Regions from separate parts of the Rattus norvegicus genome. Here region 1 is linked to region 2. A link is a contact called in public Hi-C data. All regions are on one chromosome and are shown on one strand. Each heading gives the region's core, a stretch centred on a gene start, on an enhancer-like site or on the middle of the called end of the contact. The rest is flanking DNA. Distances are from core to core; before and after follow the strand shown.

The links. A called contact is a pair of places that touch in the nucleus more often than the background predicts.
Region 1: a contact with region 2 is called in a Hi-C map of Schwann cells, with 5 times the contacts expected there. The contact joins the promoter of Rpl35 here to the promoter of Psmb7 in region 2. A contact is called at or near these places in 3 of 12 Hi-C or Micro-C datasets (Schwann cells, liver and mammary epithelial cells).

What each region holds. Positions count from the first base shown.
Region 1 is chr3:43,163,665-43,169,149 of GRCr8, reverse strand. It overlaps Rpl35 (ribosomal protein L35), which reads left to right and starts at 3,229. Exons shown (of 4, transcript NM_212511.2): 1 at 3,229-3,270; 2 at 3,515-3,651; 3 at 4,125-4,206. The coding sequence starts at 3,268. It also overlaps a transcript of Wdr38 not described here.
Region 2 is chr3:42,825,630-42,831,204 of GRCr8, reverse strand. Psmb7 (proteasome 20S subunit beta 7) reads left to right here and starts at 3,735. Exons shown (of 8, transcript NM_053532.1): 1 at 3,735-3,803; 2 at 4,199-4,292; 3 at 5,416-5,513. The coding sequence starts at 3,742.

The sequences.
Region 1 (5,485 bases), core at 1,980-4,479, 340 kb before region 2:
CTCATGGCCACCTGTACTCCTAACTGAAGAGGCGCATTTTAGGAGGCGAAAACTACAGAATTCCCATAATTCGATGGGAGGAAGGTGGCTTCTAGGACGGACGCTTGGGATGCTGGTTTCTCTTTATTTCAACCGTAGGCTAAAATGAATCCTTTTTTTTGTAATTATACGAAAGCTATTATATTTTCACCTAATAGAACGCGAACAAAAATCAGGTGAAACATGGTTTTGCTTTACATAGTTCTCCTTTAACTTCAAATCAAAAACTTCCAGGCTGATGCACCCTAACCTTGGGATGCTAAAGGCAAGCTCCCATGGGGGCAAGTACACGCTGAATAAAGACTCAGATCCTGAATGTAGTCCTGCCTCATACCTAAGAAGTAATAGGGGCGCAAGTTAATCAGAAGATAGCAGGAATTCATATCCCCAGAACAACTTTATTATTTTTCTTAAATATTTTGTCTTCAAGTATTTTTGAGCACCACCTGGGTGTATTGCCTGCTGGAGGCCAGGAAAGGACGTGGGATCCTTTTGGAACTGGGATTACACAGATGGTTACTAGCCACCATGTCTTATGGTTATTGGGAATGGAACCCCAGGTCCTCTGTAAAAGCAGTAAGTGCTTTTAACTGCCCAGCCATCACTCCAGTCCCTCCCTTAGAACATCTTGGTCAGAAGGAACTTAATACCAGAAATACTGGTTTGACAGGTAAATAGCCTCAAATAAACTAATGAATGAAATAATGTTCTAGCTTGTGTTCATGGATGTTCATCAGGCAAAAGGGATTTTTGTTTTGTTTGAGACAGGGTTTCTCTGTTTTACCCTGGCTGTCTTGGACCTTGCTCTGTAGACCAGACTGACCTCAAACTCTGAAGATCCACCTACCTCTGCCTCCCAAGTGCTGGGATTAAAGGCATGTACTACCAGTGGCTGGCAGATAGGATTTTAAATCATGATATGAAATTTGATGTGGTGGTACACTCCCTTAATACTGATTCTCCGGATTAAGCCAAGAGGATCAACCATCTATGTGCATTTAGTGAGTCCCTGCCTCAGAACAAGTCCCAGGCTGGAGAGCTCCTGCTGCACACAGCCAGTAATGTGGCACATGCCTCTTATCCCAGCACTTAGGAAGCAATGGCAAGAGGTTCTTGTGAGTTCTAGATAGTTTGGTCTACATAGTTCCAGATCAGCCAAGGCTACACAGTGAAACTGTCTCAAAATTAAAAAAAAAAAACAAACAAAAAACTTGCTACTCCTAGAGAAGACCTAGGTTCAGTTCCCAGTTCCCAGCATCTACATAGCAGCTCTACCTCCAGGGTGATCCAGTCACGTCTGTTGGCACTGCATGTGCCATGTAAAAATAAATTACCTATAAGTTTTTGTCTTCAAATATGAGGATGTAACCCCAATACACTGGGAATTAAAAATACATTGTGAATCCTGGGTTTAATCCTAGCACCACAAAAAATTTCCAGAAATATGTATAATCATAACTCTAGTAGAATCCTGATCATCTGGTAAGTTGTATCTTTAGACTTCCATTTAAAACTAATCCACAGGGTTGGGGATTTAGCTCAGTGGTAGAGCACTTGCCTAGCAAGAGCAAGGCCCTGGGTTCGGTCCCCAGCTCCCCGAAAAAAAAAAAAAAAGGATAAAACTAATCCACACTCTGCTCATTTCCTCTTATCCCACTTACAAAAGGCTTATTAATTCATTCTATCCAAGCAGGACCCACATCCTGGGCCTAGAGAGCATTAAACCCTCAGAGACCTTCAAGACTGGCTCTGGAAACAGGCACACAAACACATGGCTTAACTCATTTTGGTACGTAAGAGCACTTAGGATACAAGGTTAGGCTGCTACTCTTGGGGTGGGTGGTGACTAAAAAAATGTTCATTACAGTACCCTGAGTCCCTGGTCGGCTATCAGCATCATGTCTTGAACAACAGCTGAGAAACTGATGGGAAAAGGGCAGCTGCAAGAGCTTGGCAAAGAAAAGGGCTCTGATTGGTCAGTTTGGTCATTTATTACTGAAACCTAACATCTAGTCTGCTTTGCTCTGATCTACATGCTGGTGGTCTGTCTGGGACTGTGGGTAAAGGGCTATGTGCTCTTTAACCATGTTAATACCAACTGATACTTTCCTCGATCTTTACCTATCAGGTCTTAGCTGGGAGCTTCGAAAGTTTTGTTTAGTTCCTCTAACCCTCAAAAAAATACACTTAACAGAGACGCGAAGGGACTCGCCAAGATCAACTAGTACTAGCAATAAAGCAAGGCTCTGATTTTGTTTCGGAGTTTTTATTTACTCATATAACAGCTGCCGGGGACTGGACACAGCTTTGTGCAAGCCAGGCAAACACTACCACGGAACCAAACTCAGCACGTCTTGGAATCCTTCATACAATCAGGGTATGAAGGAGGCCTGAACTCCGGATCCTCCTTTTCCACTGCCTGGGCGCTGGAGTCACAAGACTGATTCCATGCCCAGACCTAAAGCAATAATCGGAAATGCCAAAAAATCTGGGGATGAGATTTGTACTACGTCTCCATCAGTTTTTGCTGGAGTTTGACTCTATTGTGACCCTTGCCAGGTGGTGTCGAACTTTCGATGCCAAACTTGGGTACGAAACAAGCCCAGGGTATATATAGAGGCCTTGTACTAAAAAAAAAAAAAAAAAAAAGATAGCGAAATGGTTCCGTAGAACCTGACCATCTGCATTCGAGCGCCGAACGGTGGAAGAAAACAAACTCCCACAGGTTGTTTTCTAACTTCCAAACATGCTAGTTGGCTCGCTCTCTCGCACTCGCACGGGGCATTGTGGTAAACGCCTGTACTTTAAGCATTAGGAAGGGATTTAAGGTGAGACCCTGTCTGAAACTCACATCTCAAGCCCTCCGCTCCCTGACACGACCCGCGGCTAGCTCAGACCCGCACAGACCAGGGAACTTCAGGCTTCCCGAAAATGCAAGTTAACGGAAGAACTGCAGCCTTCACGGCGCTATCTTCAGCCAGCCAGGAGCTGCTCATCCGGAGACTCAGTTTCCCCAGCTGCGTTGCTTAGAGACCAGCCAACCTCAGTACCGCAGAATTCCCCGGAAGCGGAGGGCACCACTGACGCGACTGCGCACAGGCAGAAAGGGCCTCCCACGCCGCAACGCTATTGGCTGCGCTCGGCACCAGTGGCTATAGTGGCGGAAGTCGGCCCCGCCCCTTCCTCTTTCTCTCGAACCGGGCGGCCTCATCCGCGAACAGCGCAGCAATGGTGAGGCAAAGGGAATCCGGTGCCATCGGGCGCCGGGAACACGTGGGGACAGCGGCACGGGGTGCGGGGCGGGCGTGGGGGACTCAGGGAGCCGCAGGGCCTGCGAATCTGTATGATTGTGCCTGGTTCGGGCCGGCTCTGACCGCCTACCCTTGCTTGCGCCGCGGCCACGGTCCCTCCTTGGTCGGCCGCGAAGGAAGCGAGAGCTCCCGCTCAGTGACCCACAGAGACGCTTCTCATGCAGGCCAAGATTAAGGCTCGGGACCTGCGCGGCAAGAAGAAGGAGGAGCTGTTGAAACAACTGGATGATCTGAAGGTGGAACTGTCCCAGCTTCGCGTGGCCAAAGTGACAGGCGGCGCCGCGTCCAAGCTCTCCAAGATGTAAGTGGTCCTTGAGGCCCTCGCTGGGGCTTTCCCTGCCTTAGTGCCTGCGTCTTTTCCCCCCAATTGTCCTTGGCGAAGAACTGGGTGAGAGAGTAGGGCCTTCCTGAAAAGGCCATGGTGGTGCCCCCTCACATGGGTTGTAGTGAGACTGGACCAGGGGAGGCTTGCAAGAGACAAAATATGTGCTGAGACCATGTGTTCCAGTCACGGACGTGATCTGTCATCACCATGACCAAAATCAACTGTTGTCGGCCTGAACCTTCAATTTGTGATTACTTAACACTTGAAGGCATGGCCTCAGTTTTTGGCCTGAGTGTAAAGGTCTTTCCTCGTTGCCGAATCTGCGTTAAGTCCCCACGTGTACCTCTTGACAAACCTGTCCTTACCTCTGGGGTTTTTACCTCCTGGGTGATAGGAGGGACTTGAGTTGTACGTGCCTGCCTGATCTTCACTGCCGTTTATTTTTATAGACGAGTCGTACGCAAATCCATCGCCCGTGTCCTCACTGTCATTAATCAGACTCAAAAGGAAAACCTCAGGAAATTCTACAAGGTGAGCACTGGGAGACTGGGCCCTCTGGCTGAGTTTGCACAGTTACCAGCTTTCCGGACTGACATGGATTCTTGGTGTCAGAGGGTCAGAAGGGAGGGTGGACTGGGCGCTAGCTTTGGGCTCAGCTGTGTGGTAGATGAAACTGGGACCCTAGCCTGAGGTGAAGCTAGCTGTTTAGTGTGTCTCACTGTCTCAGTATGTCTGTCTCACAGCCAAGCACCTTCTGTTCCAAGACTTGGAGGTTGGGTTACCCATGGACACCTACAGTTGGTAGACAGGGACCCCCCCCCCCCAAGTTTCTCTTCAGAACCGTATCGTGAGGACATTAAGAGTATTGCTGGGTGGTTGCAAGATGTTTGTCATAACTGTTAGTGCTTTCAGATTAACGTGTTTTTACTAGGAATCGACTCCTGTAGTTAGCTAGTCTCCAGAAGGATTGGGGTGGGGAGCCATGTCATTTTAAGATAATCCCACTTAATTGAAGCCATCTGGTGGTGTCTTGAATTACATCTCTGCAAATTTTACCTAATGTTGGGGTTTGGCATGTCAGAAAGTTGTCTGTCTGTGGTGTGACTCAACCGCCCAGGAGGGACATTTTGGATTAGACACGTCTGAAGTACAGTTTCTTAATTTCGGAGATGCTAGAGCCAAGATACCTATCACTCGGTACTGATGTGTGGGGACCTTACCTCACCCCTGAGCAGTGGAACTTACCTTGAACTTTTTTGTGCTTCATTGCTAGTGCTGACACATGTGGCTTTTCAGCAGTGTGTCTGTGTGTCTGTCCGGAGACATCAGTGTGTAAACCTGCACTGAACTACCTCCAGTCCACAAAGAACCAGGGTGGGCTCTGGGTTTTTGCTTGCTTTTACACCAGGTAATCTAGAACTCACAGAGGCCCCTCTGCCTGCCTCTCTAGCTGCTGGAGTTAAAGGCACCGTGCTGTGTGGACACTTAGACTTGATCTTTGCCATCTGTTCACACTGTTGGAGAATGAACAGGACATAGGTGTGTTTGGCTGCTCTGTGGAGAGAACTCTAAGTGGATAAGTGACGTTGACATGACTGAAAGCCTGCCTGGTGTGGCTCCTCACCTTATCCTGTAGAGCTTTCTAGGGTCCTCTGTCCACCTGCAGGAGCTTGGTGCATGGGGATGTGAACCCATTGTGCCTGCCCCTTTGCAGGCAGGAGTAGGCACTCCTAGGAAGCCCAGTTACACATTTTCAGCAGGCCGCTGAGCTTGTTTTGGAGGCTGCTGCCTCTTGAAATTCTTGGTAGCG
Region 2 (5,575 bases), core at 2,486-4,985:
AGGTTACCCTGTCTATTTATAGCTTATTTATGAAGGAGGAAAAACAAGGGCCCAGTTGCCATGGTAACCAGGAGCATCATGGACCGCTCTCCCTGCAATGGGAAGAGGGCCAAGTCAGCTCTTGTGGGGAGCCCTCTACTGTGCATATCCTGATGGAGGCTGGGGTGGGCCTTCTCCACCTGTCCTGCACTGGGTTCCCAGGCAGTCTGTAGACTTGATAGGTGGGGGCTGCTGTTTTATTGGTGCTTGGAAAATTCAGGGGCATGCTGGGGCCATGTAAAGCTGAGCTCGCTTCGTGGAAAGTGCTATCTTCCTTTTAGGTCTTCTTGCTAGCTGCTGTCATCTGAGTGCCTGCCTGCTGCCTTAGGTGAATGTGGAAGCCTTCTAGCTACGTTTGCAACGTGTCCCTTAAGCCACTTAGCACTGAGAACTGGACAAATAGTCCTTAGAACAATACCCCTCAAGGTTATGATCTTGCACAAAGTTTGTCACCAAGGAGGGTCTTAATAAAATCTGAATGAATGAATGAATGAATGAGTGAATGAGTGAAGTGTTAACAGGTGTTCATGTCACACTTAAGCATTTGGGAGACTGCAATGTTTTCTCATTTTATAGATTAAAAAAAAAAAAAAAACAAAAACGGAGCTACAAAGAGATAAAAAAAAAGATGAACCTGACATCACATGGCTGGTTAGGAGCTGACAGAGGGTAGATGCTGGGGAGGAGAAAACCTTACTTTTGTCAGAGCTCAACAGATTCTGGAGCCAGTGTTGCAGATGAACTACAGATGTCAGGGCTGACAGTAAAGGTGATTGATGTGAGGGTGAATCTTGACCTCCACTATTCATCAACAGTATGGTCTTGAGCTAAGACTTTGCCCTTCCATGACTCATTTGCGTAGTTGGACAAAAATGACAGTGGGTCCTTAGAGTGTGTCAGTTTCCCACGGGCAGGCATTGTGACTGTCTCCATGTTATCTGCTTTCCCAGTGTCTGTCTTGTACATTTACGGTGCCTGAGACAATCCCGAGATCCTGTCTATAGGACAGAGATCAGGACCTTGAGTCTGCTCATGACTGTCGGCTGTTACTGTGCTATTTGGGAATTGAGACATTCCCTGAGATCACACAGCCACCTAGGGCAGAAGCAGTGGCTTCATTAATCAGTCCCTTGGTAGTTAAGGAGTAAGTGGGGCAGTGTCCAGGACAAAGGATGAGCATTCTGGACGGGGCTGCAGTTCCAGGGAACAGCACTGAAGCTAAACAAGAAAGCTGAGCAGGGCTCTTAGCGATGGGCCTAGAGCTTTACCGATTATGGCTGGAAATGCAGCTGCTGATTCCTGGTCGGCCTGGAGCTGCCACTCACTAGCTGTCCCCTGGCTCAGCCACTTACTGTGTGCTCCCAGGATTCCTCGAGGCTCCCAGTCGCCCTCTGCTGGGCTCTGCCGACCATCTCCAGAGGCAACGACACTTCCTCAGATCAGCCTGGCAGGAAAATAGTGGGCTCCGTAGCTTCTGTCAGACCCCACAGGAGGACACAGTCATCTTCCCACCGTAGTTCCTCCTTCTGCTGCAGGCTCGGAACTCTGTCCCCGCAAAAAGCCGCATCTAAAACTTGATTTTGTTATTTCTCATCTGTTCCTCTTGTTTATCTCATAAGCTTACATTCTCAGGCTTCTAAACCAGCCCACTCCCAACCAGAGAGACTTGTTTTGAGTTTTTCTCTTCTGTGGCTTGTAAACTTGTGATGTGTCTGACTTCGATAGGCAGCCATAACAAATTACTCTAAGCCAGATGGCATAGGCAACAGAAATAAGTTGCCTTACAGTTCAGGAGTTTGGAAATATTAGGACTGTGACTTCCTTTTGAGGTCATGTGTGAGGGTCTGGTCCAGCCCATTGTCTATTTTCTGGGGCTTTGACAGGCGGCCTTTGTATTTCCTAGCCGCAGAAACATTATAAGGAATTGTTATCTTCACCTGTGGCTGTCAACAAGCAAGGACTCAAGCTACACTGGATTAGGACCCACTCTCCTAGTCTATTCTTAGCACAAGGGGTAGGGCTTCAAAATTAAATTTATTTTATTTCAAAAGACCCAGAGATGCAATCAGATAGAACTTTATTTGTAGTGAACATTTACTAAAATCATAGTTGAGACACTGGTTCTAGACCCTTGGGATGCCATTCATTCATTCATTATGCTAGGCACATAGTAGGTACTTAATAAATATTTGCAAATGAATTAATTTCATAGTCGTGGAGGGTGTCACCTATTGTCTAAGTAAGTTTAAATTTTTTCCCTGACTTCCACAGCAAGCATTACATTTCTCTCAGTAGGAGATTTTGTTAAAATTTACATAACATTGCATTCATAATGCTGAATAACATTTTGAACTCTGTGCCCACTGTACAATCCCGTGCCTCTTCTTCAGCCCTAATAACTACTGATTCACTTTATGCTTCTATGGATTTGTCTATTTTGAGATACTTCATACAAATGGAACTGTATAGGGCTAGGGAGATGGCCCAGAAGTTGAACAACTTGCTATGCAAGCATGAGGATTGGAGTTTGAATCCCCAGAATCCATGTAAATGCTGGTGGGTGTATCGGTTGACTTGTAATGCCAGTGCTCAGAGGACAGGGGCAGGGATCCTTGGAGCAAGATGGCTAACCATCTTGTATTGGTGAGCTCTGGGTTCAACTGAGAGACTATGCCTCAAAGGTAAGGTGGAGAGTAATGGAAGACTCCCAACATTAACCTTGGGCCTCCATATACATGCACCCACATGCACTCACAGGCATGTGAACTCGATTACACATGAATGTACATGCATATCACATGTGAATGTAATTATGCAATGTGTTTTTTTCCATGCCTACCCTCTTTATACTTAGCAAATTGTTTTCAAGGTTCACCCCTGATTTAGTTGGTATCACATTTCCTTCCCTTTCATGGCCCAATACTATTCCACTATGTTGATATATCACATTTTGTTTATTCATTCATCTGTCAATGGGCATTTTTGCTGTTTCCAGATTTGTCTGTTATGACCCTCGTTGCTATGCCTATTTGTGAAGAAGCACTTGTGAACTTAGTTTTTCAGTGACAATTCAGGTTTAAGATCCAATTCATTTTGCGGAGCAGATGACCATTTTACATTCCCACCTGTCACAGATGAGAGTTAAATTTATACATTCTCTCCAACACTTGTGATTTTCTCTGTCCGACTCCAGTCGTTGTAGTGGGTCCAAAGTATCTCATTGGGGGCTGGGGGTTGCATTTCCCTCATGCCTCGTGGCGTGAAACATCTTTTCATGTGTCTGGCTTTCTGAGGAAGGTGAAAGCTTCGCCGCACAGGAGGAAATAGGGAGTTGAAGGGACTTGCTCAGCGGCTGGGACCTGGGGTGTGTGGATGTCCCTGAAACATGAGGGATTCTAATTTAACGGTAGAAACAGATCTGGTCTGAGCGCCAGGAGATTTGGTAATTGGGGGAATTTTATTTATCTGACTTAACAAATACTGTCCCTTCGGCTGGTCTTTAGTTTCCTCTCCCCAGGATTTGAGGCAAAATGTTCCAAAGATCCGAGCCTCTCTAGGAACTCAGGAGAACTCAGGAACTCTATGCCCAATAAAGCCAGTTCCAAGTTTGCCCCGCCCTTTCATCCTGTTCCCCAGCTGCGCCGGAAGTGTAAATTCTTTTTGGTTGCTCCGCCCTCGGCCCGGAAGCACTTTCTTGGGAAGATGGCGGCTGTGTCGGTGTTTCAGGCACCGGTCGGAGGCTTTTCTTTTGATAATTGCCGCAGGTATGTTCATGCTCAGGGGCGCGATCGGGACGCGAGTAGGAGTTCCGAACCCGGGGTCGTGCCGGAGCTGGGCTGCGGCCTAGGTCGGAGGCCTTAGGCGAGCGTGGGGATGATGCCCGCGGCCGAGTGACTCAGGGAATCGGGCCCCAGCGTGGGCTGCTTCTGAGACCGGCGCGGCTCTCTCCCCTTGCCTGTGTGTAAGGATTTGGTCCTTCCTGTGTCTTTAGTGGGGCGGGGGTCATAGCCCCAGTCTCTTCTTGCTCGCGGATGGTGCTGATGATGGGAGAATCCAGTAAACAGACGAGGGTGGAAGCAAACTGAGTTCCCTCCTAAGCACCCACTCTTCGCGCCAGTGGTCTTGTCCTCTAACACTTGCTTTCTGTGTCTTCCCTTAGGAATGCGGTCTTGGAAGCTGATTTTGCAAAAAAGGGGTTCAAACTTCCGAAAGCTCGGAAAACTGGCACTACCATCGCGGGGGTGGTCTATAAGGTAAGCCGAGATAGGCCGACCGTAGCAGTAACTGACCTTTTAACAGTAGTTAGACCACTTGGACTCAAACTTCCAGCTAGATCTGCCAGTGCAAATGTCAGGGTGCATCATAAAAAACGGCTTTTATTAGGAAATGCTTTAACCAGGAGGTTTTACCCATTAAATAGTTTGTATTTATTCATTTTGAAGTTTTAGATGTGAGGGCAATTTGGTTTTTCCTAAGGTGCTCTAGGAAGCGGGATGATATAATGGGAAAGCACAGAATTTGGGATTAATTGGTTAGTCTAGATGTTTAATGCATTTATACTGCTTCTATTGAACTGCATGGACAGTTCAGTCTCCCCTGTTTTGAGACAGGGTCTCATTATATAGCCCTGACTGCCCTGGAACATAACGGGTAGATCAGGCTGCTTTAAACTCCCAGAGATTTACCTGCTTCTGCATTCGCTTCTGGAACGTTGGGATTAAGTGATTACTGGCAGGCCACTCTGCCCTCAGCTTTCTTCACAGAGTTAAAACTCCATCCATCAAATGGAGAGAAATCCTGAAATAAACTGTAAAAATCATAAAGGCTAGTGATTAATGTTGTTAATGGGTAAAGAGAGACACATTTCAAAAACTGATAGAGGTAGCTGTTTCCTTGATTTTTCTCTGTATAGGTGTGTGTGCACATGCTATGGGAAAAGTGGAGAGGTCAGAGAACAACTTGGTGGAGTCTATTCTGAGCCTCATGTGGGTTCTTGCAGTGGAAGTCAGTTTAACAGACTTGCAGGGCTAGTGTTTTTTACTCGCTGAACAACCTTGCTGACCTAGAAGTGGTTATTTTGTTGGAAAGATTGTGGATCTTCATTCTACGTTTTTTCTTTCCAGTTTAGATCTGTGATTTGTAAGGAATTTACTGAATCTCTGAGCCTTGATTGAAGATGAAAATAAGTCTTAATCACCTGAGGATTTAGCCGTAACATTTATTAAGGATATGCTGAAAATGTAGGACAATAGTTTTGGTAGGAATTTTGACTAGGGATATGGAATTATGGGAGCAGAGAATGGCCAACATTGCTTTTCTTAAATAATTCCTTATGTATATAAATTATTGAAAACTTTTTTTTTCCTTTAAAAATAGGATGGAATAGTTCTTGGAGCAGACACGAGAGCAACTGAAGGGATGGTTGTTGCTGACAAAAACTGTTCAAAAATTCACTTCATATCTCCTAATATTTAGTAAGTATTGATGAATTTGAATTACTCTAAAATCTTCTGGTGCGTTGGGACTAAAAATGGAC